Regions from separate parts of the Mus musculus genome. Here region 2 is linked to region 1. The links are chromatin contacts, called in public promoter capture Hi-C maps. All regions are on one chromosome and are shown on one strand. Each heading gives the region's core, a stretch centred on a gene start, on an enhancer-like site or on the middle of the called end of the contact. The rest is flanking DNA. Distances are from core to core; before and after follow the strand shown. Region 1 holds the start of Pthlh (parathyroid hormone-like peptide). Region 2 has its middle 6.4 kb from the start of Gm15762.

Region 1 (5,309 bases), core at 1,633-4,132:
TGTCTACACAGCAGCCATCCACACCAACTTTCTAGTAGGCAATTTGATCATGAGCTAGTCATTACTATTTACCTTCCAATGGTGTAGGAAGCACACCGACAATAGTCTCCTGTCTCTAAAGAGGTACCAATCTTTAGCTTAAAAAAACAAAATCAATATATCTTAAGCAGTGTTCCTAAAATTGGATATTACAATTTGACGGTAAGTTAGAATTTCTTTCATGGAGCTAGCCTGATCTTGGGAAGTAGTCCATAAATGTTTTGTCCAGCATGTGTGCAAAAATAAAGAGTTTTTAAAAACCCTCCATTTGGCTATGATGATTTTAACTCCCTCAAAAAAAAAAAAAACCTCCATTGTGATGTGATGTGCTATTAAGCATTAGGTGTGGTAGTGAGTATCTCACAGTTTTATTAACCATGGCCAAGTGTGAGCGTTTAACTACACTATTATATTTCACCTACAAACAGAACGAGAGCAGAGTCCCTAGCTGCCGAATGGTTTCTGAGGAGTAGTTCTATAATATGCAACAAAGAAAGAGTTAAAAACAGCTGTAAGGACAGCTTAGTGCTATTTTTATTCCGTCATTGTAGACTCAAGCATGGCTCATTTACTCTCTCTCAAAAGAGAAAATAGGTATTAAGCAACTTTAAAGAAAAAGTTGGCTCTGTTCCAAGACAGAAATTCTTATCCAAATAAATACAGTATGTAAGTGTGCTTTTTTTAAAAAAAAATTTCAGCTCATCTGTATTTATATTTGGATGTTAGGTAATTGAATTTCACACAAGTCTCAAAAATGAGGGAAAAGTCTCAAGACAATTTCGAGAAGTAAGCCAGCAGTGCACTCACTCTTGGGACAATGCTGCCTTATCTCCAGTACAATGCTCTACACAACTTGCCTTAGGAGATTCATAATAGAGTTTCATTTTCGTGCCAAGATCCAGACATGTCTAAAGTAATTTCATTTAAAGATTTTCTGCCGAACTAATAAGAATAGACCAGAAGCAGGCGCTGAACAGTCGCCTTTTTGTATACCCTCGGGAGTTTACAAGAAGCACCAGGAACCTGACTGTAAATATTAGGTAGATATTGCTGCTTCTCTTGTGAGGTGAGCAAGTCCTCCTAATGCCTTCTCCAGAGCCAAACGACTCATTTCTTAAACTTTATGGTTTTCCCATCTTGAACAGAGTCTGTGCTAAGAGAGCAGCCCTAGACGGTATTACATCGACATCGATGAGACAGACAGATTCAAGCATGCCTACTACTTCCCAAACACTGCGGCGATATTTTGCTGGTGTTCTTAGATGTATTCTTATCTCAAAGTCAAAATCACTCTTTAAGAAATCAAAAACTCAACCACCAGCTGAGAATGCCGAACTACAAGCTTTCAGACCACAATGCAAATATTTCGACTCCGGATTAAAGAACCGTTAGCAATAATTCCAGGAAAAAGAAAGTTTCCACGCCTAAAGTCCATTTTGGAGACAAGCACACCCGCCTTCCTGAATGGTATCGATACTAAAGTTGGACGTTTGCCATTAAAAAGTTGTTACTACTAAATTATATAATATGCTTTGTTATGTAACACAGTCCTGTTTTATATGCTTAAAATTATGTCATTCATAATAAAACTAGACACAACGTTTTTGCTTTTCACACACAGACTGCCACCCACATTTAGACATATCCACTCGCTTGTGTGCGCGCACACACACACACAGACACAGACACACAGACACACACACAGACACACACACAGACACACACAGACACACACAGACACACACAGAGGCACACAGACAGTTCCTGAATCCCCCAGTTTCCTGCTGAGTTTCAGAACCTCTCGGTGGATAAAGTAACTTTGGTGGTTCCCTGCAGACAGATATCTTGCCGGCCCAGGTTCTGAAAAAGACTCCCTCTTATGGAAAGGCACATCAAACTTGTTTCGTGCCTGTCCATTTTGGGGTCTCACCAGCTCTCTAGATGGCTTTCCTGGGCTCAGCCCCTTGCTAGCAGGTACCCCGTGACTGTGTCCAACTCAGGTTGGGACCATCAGGGACCCCTAGGCTTCCTCAGCATCGCCCGCCTCAGCTGGCGCTGGTCTTCCCCACCCCTCACCCCAGGAGGAAGACCGGTACTTACAGCCTGCGGCCAAGCCCCTCCACCGAACGCCCGCGGGAGGGCACGGAGTAGCTGAGCAGGAATACCAGGACACTCCACTGCTGAACCAGCCTCCGCAGCATCGTGCCGCTCGCTGGCTCTGGGGACCTGCAAGAGTGGAACCCGAGGGTCAGTCCCGGCTCTCCATCTCTTCCTCGCACTGCCCCGCTCCCTCTTTTGGAACCCCGTGGCTTCCCAACAGCCACTCCAAAGTCGAGGGCATCTCACAAGTTAGGAGGAAAAAAGAAAACAAGAAAAAGAAAGCAAAAAAGTGTCTCCGAGCCCCTGAGCACTTACTTGTGTAGGAATCAGCGCCTCTAACTGCGCCTCTCTCAAACCGCACAGGCAAAAAGGGACCCGAGAGGGGAAAAAGCAATCAGAGAGCTTCCTCTGAAAGAAGAGCGAAAACCGGGCGTTTTACATAGGCGTCGGGGATGCGTGGCGCGTTGCTGTGGCTCCCATAGCAATGTCTAATTAGTCTTGGCGGCAGCACTCTGGGTCGTGGGGCAGGTCAAACCCCTCTTCAAACGCGGGTGTTCCTCAGGAGTCAGCTGTCCTGCGCACCGGGCCTCTGGGTGCACAGCCACTTGCGGCAGAGCGCGTATATATACATAGCTGTCGGTCTACCTCCTTCGGTGGGCTGGTTGCTTCCGGAAAGTTGATTCCACAACGCCCTTGAACAAGTTGCAGGCGCGCGTGTCGTGGATGCGAGGGCCAGGTGGCCGCGAGGGCGGGTTCCGGCAGCGGGGCGGAGCGGCCCAGCTGGGGCGGCGCAGGTTGGAGAGTAGCTGTGAGCCCAGCCCTGGAAGGTTCACACGCTCCGGGGCCAACCTGCTGAGAAGTGAGCGAGTCGCAAAGAGGTGGCGCCCGAGGAACGCGCGCCGGCGGAGCAGGCAGGGGTGAGCGGGCCGGCGGGGGCGGGGAGCACAGGGGAGCCCGGAGCCACGGAGCCCCACCCCAGTCCTGGCCCGCGTGGGCCGATCTGACGCTCTCCTCCTCCTGAACCGGCCTGCTGTCGCCTGAGTGGCAGGTCCAGGAGTCCAGGTCCCTACAAACAGCAAGGAGGAACCCCGGGTGGCCTGAGAATCCCAAGAGTCCCAAGCTCGCTTGCAAGCTCGCATTGCACTGCATTCCTGCCTGGTGTGGCCTTCTCCTGGGGAGGGGACTAAACCTAGCACCCAGAAGAGCAAAGGCGATTTTGGGTCTTACTGTTTGGGAAGGGTTGGGGACATCACGTCTGGAGCAGGTCCTAGAACGGGTGTGTGAGCAAGGAAGAAGACCCACTTTGTGATCACAGACGACCTGGAATGCGCAGAGTCCTTCTTTCTCACCTTCTTCTGATAACCTACTCTATGTCCTGATAAAGATTCACTGAGTGCCCATTTGCTTCAGCTTCTCAGTGCTGCTGGGCAGGGAGTGGGGGTGGGGGGTGGGGGAGAAAGTTGTGAGTTACTGATTGTGGGTCTAGAGGTGTGTGTGTGTGTGTGTGTGTGTGTGTGTGTGTGTGTGTGTGTGTGAATACTAGTTTCCCCCCAGGTCCTAGATCACGCTGAAATGAACATGGGAACCACTCAAAGAAGTTTGCCTTCTAGACAATACTGCTGGAAAATTTCATCTGACTCTCTAGGAGGCTAGTGTCACTCAAAGACCTTTGTCAGACCTGGGCTGTGATGCTCTACAGACTTCTGGGGTGGGTACTCCTAGGACTTCTCACCCCTCCCCTCCCCTAAGCCTTGCTGCTCGCCAGCAGTTAAAGCTTTCAGCTGTCTTGGGCGGGGTTCCCTCTCATCAGAAGCCCTTGTCTCTTTCCCTTGATTCCTTTAAACTTCATACTTGTAAAAAAAAAAAAAAAGTTGGCTTCTTCCCACCTTAAAAAGAAACCCGGGAATTTCCATAACGTCCTTTAAGTGGTTAAGAATTTGTAACTGTTAGACATGTTTACATGGCACGAAAAGAGAAAGTTTGAACCTGTGACACTCTGTGATAACCCTTCCCCAAAGATGCTGGAGCCCTAATTGATCTGGAGTGGGGAGCCCCATGAGAGGAAAAGAAGGGACTCACAAAGCAACCATTCTGCTGCGTTTCCTGAGACTTGCTTAACGTTAAACATGATATTTGCTTCACCACCAAGAAAAAAAAATCCAAAGGTACTTTGCCAAGTCTCAAATTACTTTGACTTAAAAATACTCCCCCAATAAAAGGCTGAAACAAAAACTAGACACACTGTGCGTTTAAGGCTGGAATCTATACACTACTTTGATTGATGTTGTTTTTTTCCTAATTAGACAAAATTGACCCTCCTTTCCCCCTTTTCCTTTCTCTACCCCATCACCCACCATCTTTTCTGAGGCTAATGGAAAAACATCATCCATTTTAAAAGAATTTCCTCTCCTGGAAACACAAAGAGAAACTATAGAGAAACTATGGACAATGAGGAATAAGTAGCTTTATCTCCTCAGAATTAAACACTTTCTCATGCTGTGTTACTTCACTTTTTCCTTGAGTCACAAGCTCCTCCACATTCTGACCAAGGAAGGGACATCCTGTCAGTCTCATTCAGAAATATTTGTTTTGTAAAATCAAGTCTTTAATGAATGAAAAGCTTTGTGTAAGTGGTCTTTTCCGTTGTGAGGAAGCAGGTCCTGCTCCAGGCAGACCGAGTTCCTTTCTTGATGTAGAAATTATCTTTAGTGTCAGCCTCCGATTCTTTGCCTTGGCTGCAAAGGGTGTTTTATGACATCATAATCTAGATTACGATCTTGCTAAGGTCACAAGGCAGCAAGGAAACAAAGTGGGGACCCAACCCCCAGGCTTATGAACAGGTCACGTGATTGATCAGGTGACAGGTTTGCTTAGGCTCCCTGTCACACAAGCGCACCTTGACAAGCAAGAGGTTCTGAAGGTCTGCCTCTGCCAGTCCACACTCATGGGAATGCTGAGCTCACGAGCAGTGTCTAGGTTCCCTACTCTGTAAATGATGGTTTTCAAAATCCAGCTTTCAAGGAGGGGCCTCGCACCCATAAGTTCACGGTGGTCACCAGTTTATAGGTATTACCCGCGTGTTTCCTCTATGGAGAGAAGCTAGTGGAAAACTCAAAGTTTTGTATTCTGTACTTCCTCTGTCTTCCTTTTGAGCCAAACAATAAGCAAAG
Region 2 (4,814 bases), core at 942-3,441, 460 kb after region 1:
AAGTGAAGATTCTAACATCAGATGGCATAGTTGGAGCCACATGAGTGGCCCAAAAATTGTTCTTTAGTGAAAAAAAAAAAAGATTTCATGCTTGACTATTTTTGAGAGGGGTCTCTCAGGCTGGCTTCAGACTCATGTTCATCTTTCTGCCTCAGCCTCTCCAGTGCTGAGACTATAGGTGAGGCATACAGACTAAGAGAAAAACAGCTTGACCTGTTATGCCTCACAGTTCAGAGCAAACTTGGTTTCTCTACCATTCATAAAACCCAATTGCTCTTATATTAACTATGTGGGCATAGAATCTGGTTCTTGTTCCTTCAGAGTCTAGGCAAACATTCTCATGAGATTCTGGGTTGACTGTATCTAAGCAGATCAGCATAGCATCTCATTTTTTTGTTCTGTGCAGTAGTTGAAACAGATCTATCTTATGTTTCCCAAAGAAAGAATGAAATAAGAAACTCAGATTAGACAACAGTCGTATTGTTAGAGTTACAATTATATTATGAATTATATGTTGTGTGAAGAAGATAGATTGACATAGATATGATATGTTGGTAGGTAGATAGGTTGATAGATAGATAGATAGATAGATAGATAGATAGATAGATAGATAGATAGATAGATAGAGGGTAGAAGATAGATAGGTAGATGATGGATAGATAGATGATTGATAGATAGATAGATAGATAGATAGATGATGGATACAGATAATTGGCAGATAAACATAGATCCAAATAGATTACAGAAAATGGACAATTAGAATTATAAAATCAATGCTAGCTGGCTAGATATGATAGAGGGATAAATGATAGATGATAAATAGGTAGATAAAGATGATAGCTAGCTACATATGATAAATAATAGGTGATCCAGAAAGAGAGTAGGCTGATAGGAGACAGATATAGGTGATAGATAGGTGACAGCTAGATAAAAGGTCAATATGGTAAGTAGTTAGCTAGAAGTGGCAGGTAGATAAATGGTAGGAGAAAGAGAAGCAAAGGCAGGGATAATGAGATGGGAGTGTGCTCGCCCTCTGTGTCTTGTGCTTACCACAATTGCCACCCTGTGAACTTCTTCAGCACACTGTTCCCACAGATCATGCAGTTGACACAATGATCCTACAGACTATCAGTTCTCCATATCCTTCCATATATGTTCCTACCAGTGATTTCAGTGGACGGGCCAAGTGGTTTGGATACAATGAGCTCTCAGCTGAACCTTTGCCTCAAACTGAAATCGAACCTAAGTCATGTATGGAGTTCAAAAAGTTGAGTTAACTTTTCCCCTTTCTTTTAATTTTTGTGCGTCTCTGAACTTCCTGGTTTGGGTTGGGAGGAGAAACCAAAATACCGCAAGAAAAGCTATTCTTGTTTCATTTCCAGCCAGTTCAAAGCCAAAAAGCACTAGAAATCTCATGAAGAAAATAGTTCCCACCTAATTCCTAGCCCCGAAAGGTTCAGATAAGTTTGAATAAACTTTGGATAATGCTGTATCCATTACTTGGGGAATGTGGAAGACAGGCATTAGTTTTTTTTTTTTTTAAGGTCCTAAGATGATAGAAGGAAAGAAATAAATGATAACAAATTGGACATTTCTTCAAATTAAGCAGAGGGCTTGATCATAATTGAAACAGCATTTGCATGAAGGAGCTAAGGCATCATAGATTTTGCAAGATGAAACTCAGCTTTTGACTTTTTGAGTACTGCCCTTTTAAAAAGTTCTGTTCCTATTACATCATTATCCTCATTTAAAGTGTAGTCACCAGAAACTCTCTTAAGACGAGTTCACTGATTCCCAGGTCAGAACTGAGTGCAAATTGCTCAGGACATAATTACACTGTCGATTGTGTTAATCGTGTAATAGTGAACAGATGGACCCCCATGCTGGGCAGAACCAAGAAATGCTTATTGGGCTCCTACGATGTGGTGGAGGTCATATGAAGTATTAGGGACTCACGGCCCTAGATGCACACTCCTTCAAAACAGACTCTGACGGAGAAGACAGTTATGTGATGAGTTGAACCAAACAGAGGTTGTTACCAATGGTAACAGGGTGATACAGACAGCCCTGAGGAACTGGTGACCTTAGTCAAGGAGGCCCCTGAGTCCCTAAGCCAAGCTGGGTGCACATGACAGGGCTCCTAGAGGTGCTGAGATCTCAAGTAGAAAAATGGACGTGTGGATTGAAGACTCTGTTTTCTGGACCAAGTGTCTTGTCTTAGTTTTCCAGGAAAACAGGACAGAGTGCAGACACCATCTTGGCAGTGGATGCCATCTTGGCAGCTGATGCCATCTTGGCAGCATGAGCAAGGGGGATGATGAGATTGGGTGTGGGTGCAAAAAGGAGACTCTGAATTCCAAGTGGGCTGAGGGGGGGGGGGTGGATCAAGCTGGGATCTGGGGAAGTCCATCACCGAGACCTGATGATCACCTGCACCAGGACAGACACTGGGATGAGGAGCAAGCCTGAGTAGAGGAAGGCTGACCTTCTGAAAGCACAGGCAGCCTCCCCCAGGACTTGATGGGGTCAAGACGTTTATTATTATCATTGTTGATATTATTACTTGACACAGTTTGTTGTAACAGGAAACCACAGGCTTTGGAGTCAGACAGACCTAATTTTCATTCCTGGCTCCACACTGTATATGTTCTGTGGCTTTGAATAAATTACTTTACTTAGCTCCTACATGATGGAGGTAGTGATGCCCCCTCCTTAGGGCTTCTGAGCAAAACAAGTGAGGTCCATCACGTGAGCATGTGGGCGGTTCTGTGGTGCACATCATACTCTGTGGACGCAGTTAGCTTGAAGCTTGCTTTGAGAACTAACTGTGGGGCCTCTGTAACACATTTCTCTAAATGCAGAACGTCTTCCTTCTCTGTCCTCTTGCAACTTTCTCTCTTTTCCTTTTGTGCTTTGACCTTTCTCTGAGACACATTCTGTAGTTGTTGTTACTCTCTCAAACACCCACAGGAGCCACTTCACTTTAGAAAGGAGGAAACCAAGGCTTAAAGAGATGACTCAGAAAAGTGCAAGCATGAAGCCCCAAGACTGTCTAGCAAAAATGGTGAATTTCAGGTTTAGTTAGTGATGCTAGCTCAAAAAATAAGATAGAGAGTTATTGAAGAAGACATCTGTGGTGGGCATCTGATCTCTATACATCTACACAAATACATGTTTATACATGGATACCCTACACACCACACACACACACACACACACACACACACACACACACACACACACACACTATATGGAAACCAGGCCAGGCATTGAAATTGTGTGTTCACTGAGCAGTTGAGAAATGAAGGTTTTCAATTCCTGCCAGATACTCTGAGTTCAGAGTCTGTGTTCTTTCCAGCCAGGCCCACCCTGAGTCTGTGTAACATGTAAGAGGTATACAGTGTGGGAAATAGATTTGGTAGCTTGGCCTCTGGGCAGCAAAACAAATTCCAGAAATGCTGTTCTAAGAAGGCCCATTTGGGGGAAAGAGTATATATGTTTCTTTATGGTACCAAGGCAGTGGAAAAGGTAGAGAAAATCTCCCAGATCTCTCCTAACAGCTGGGAGGGGCTGAGAGCAAGCTATTCCTTACACTTTTATCCAGTCCAGTGAGTACTTCATTCTTTGAAGATAAATGCATATCTGTTTAAAGATATTCTATATATGCTGGTTCAAGTATAAAAAATATGCAAAGCAAATAATCCAACAGTCGGTATTCTTGCCAAAAAAAAGATGGAAAAAAAGCTCTACCCTGAATACAGACATCTCATATGTTGGCCACCGGGGCAGATCTGAAATTCAAATCTGTCTGAATTCACTGCACGAATCTGCAGCTTTTACTTGGTTTCTCAGCTCATTTATAAAGAAGGGGTGGGTTTACAACCAACAGCACCAGGACTTTGTGTTTTCTTCTCACTACGATGGGCACTTTTCCCCAGGAAAAACATTCTAATTCGCTGTGATTCTGTGGCTGAGAGATTGCCACAGCAGAAAGCCATACATATTCATAAGCTGATGGTGTGAGATGTATCTTTGGTTTTCTTCATATATTAGGATTGCCTAGAATTTCTAACTGCTCCGTCTCTTCTGAAAGGCCCCATTCACCCTTCCTAAGGAAAACCTTTAAGTAAAGACACACGCTAAGCTGTCTGTTTGCCAGAAAACAAAGATTCCGGTTTCTCCAGGGGAGGATGACCACAAATGCCACTCATTGCCCTAAATTAAAGTACTCATCTATAGCTGGTGTTTGAGGTTGAGCCATATACAAATAGAATTAGGGCCAGCCTTTACCAAGATGACTCAGGAGAAGTGCCCTGGGTCCTGCCCTGGGCAGGGACTCTCCTCTGCCATGGACCTCCTTGGTTTGTGGTATCTCCAATAGAGTGCTTTGTGGAAAGTAGGGAGGAGATGAAAGATGCAGGAGAGGAAGTTGTCCTTTTCCAACGAAGCCCAGAGCTCAGCCTCTTTCACTCTCACCCTGACCTAGCTGAACTGACTGCATCTGATGGTTAACACTTAGGGACAATATTAAGAAAGTAGTTGTTATAGATTAAATGTGGTCCTTCCACCTACAGATTCATGTATTAAAGTCTTCACCCTAGTATACAACGGGACCTCACTTAAAAATAGAGTCTACTATGATTATTTGTGGGAGCAGGGCGAGGGGCGAGTACACACATGCCATGGCATGCATATGTATGTCAGAGAACGACTTTCAGAAGTCTGTTCTTTCCTTAGCTGTGGGTTCTGGGGATCCAACCCAGGTCATGAGCTTGTTCTCAAGCCTTTCACCCACGGAGCAATCTCTCCAGCCC

Evidence for each region. Promoter capture Hi-C pulls out the DNA fragments that hold promoters and counts their contacts.
Region 2: a contact with region 1 is called in a promoter capture Hi-C map of hippocampal neurons, with 2.9 times the contacts expected there. The contact joins the enhancer-like site here to the promoter of Pthlh in region 1. A contact is called at or near these places in 3 of 39 promoter capture datasets (cranial neural crest, hippocampal neurons and maxillary cranial neural crest), 2 of 115 datasets of contacts at active chromatin or transcription factors (T-cell acute lymphoblastic leukemia and VIP interneurons) and 1 of 9 other capture datasets (pancreatic islet).

The regions. Positions count from the first base shown.
Region 1 is chr6:147,261,131-147,266,439 of GRCm38.p6, forward strand. Pthlh (parathyroid hormone-like peptide) reads right to left here and starts at 2,883. Exons shown (of 4, transcript NM_008970.4): 1 at 2,455-2,883; 2 at 2,140-2,265. The coding sequence starts at 2,240.
Region 2 is chr6:147,724,445-147,729,258 of GRCm38.p6, forward strand. No RefSeq gene overlaps it. Among named protein-coding and RNA genes, the nearest start is that of Gm15762, 6.4 kb to the left of the region's middle. Within about 2 kb of position 2,192, at least 9 of the 459 cell types and tissues checked have an H3K27ac peak or open chromatin away from gene starts, as enhancers often do.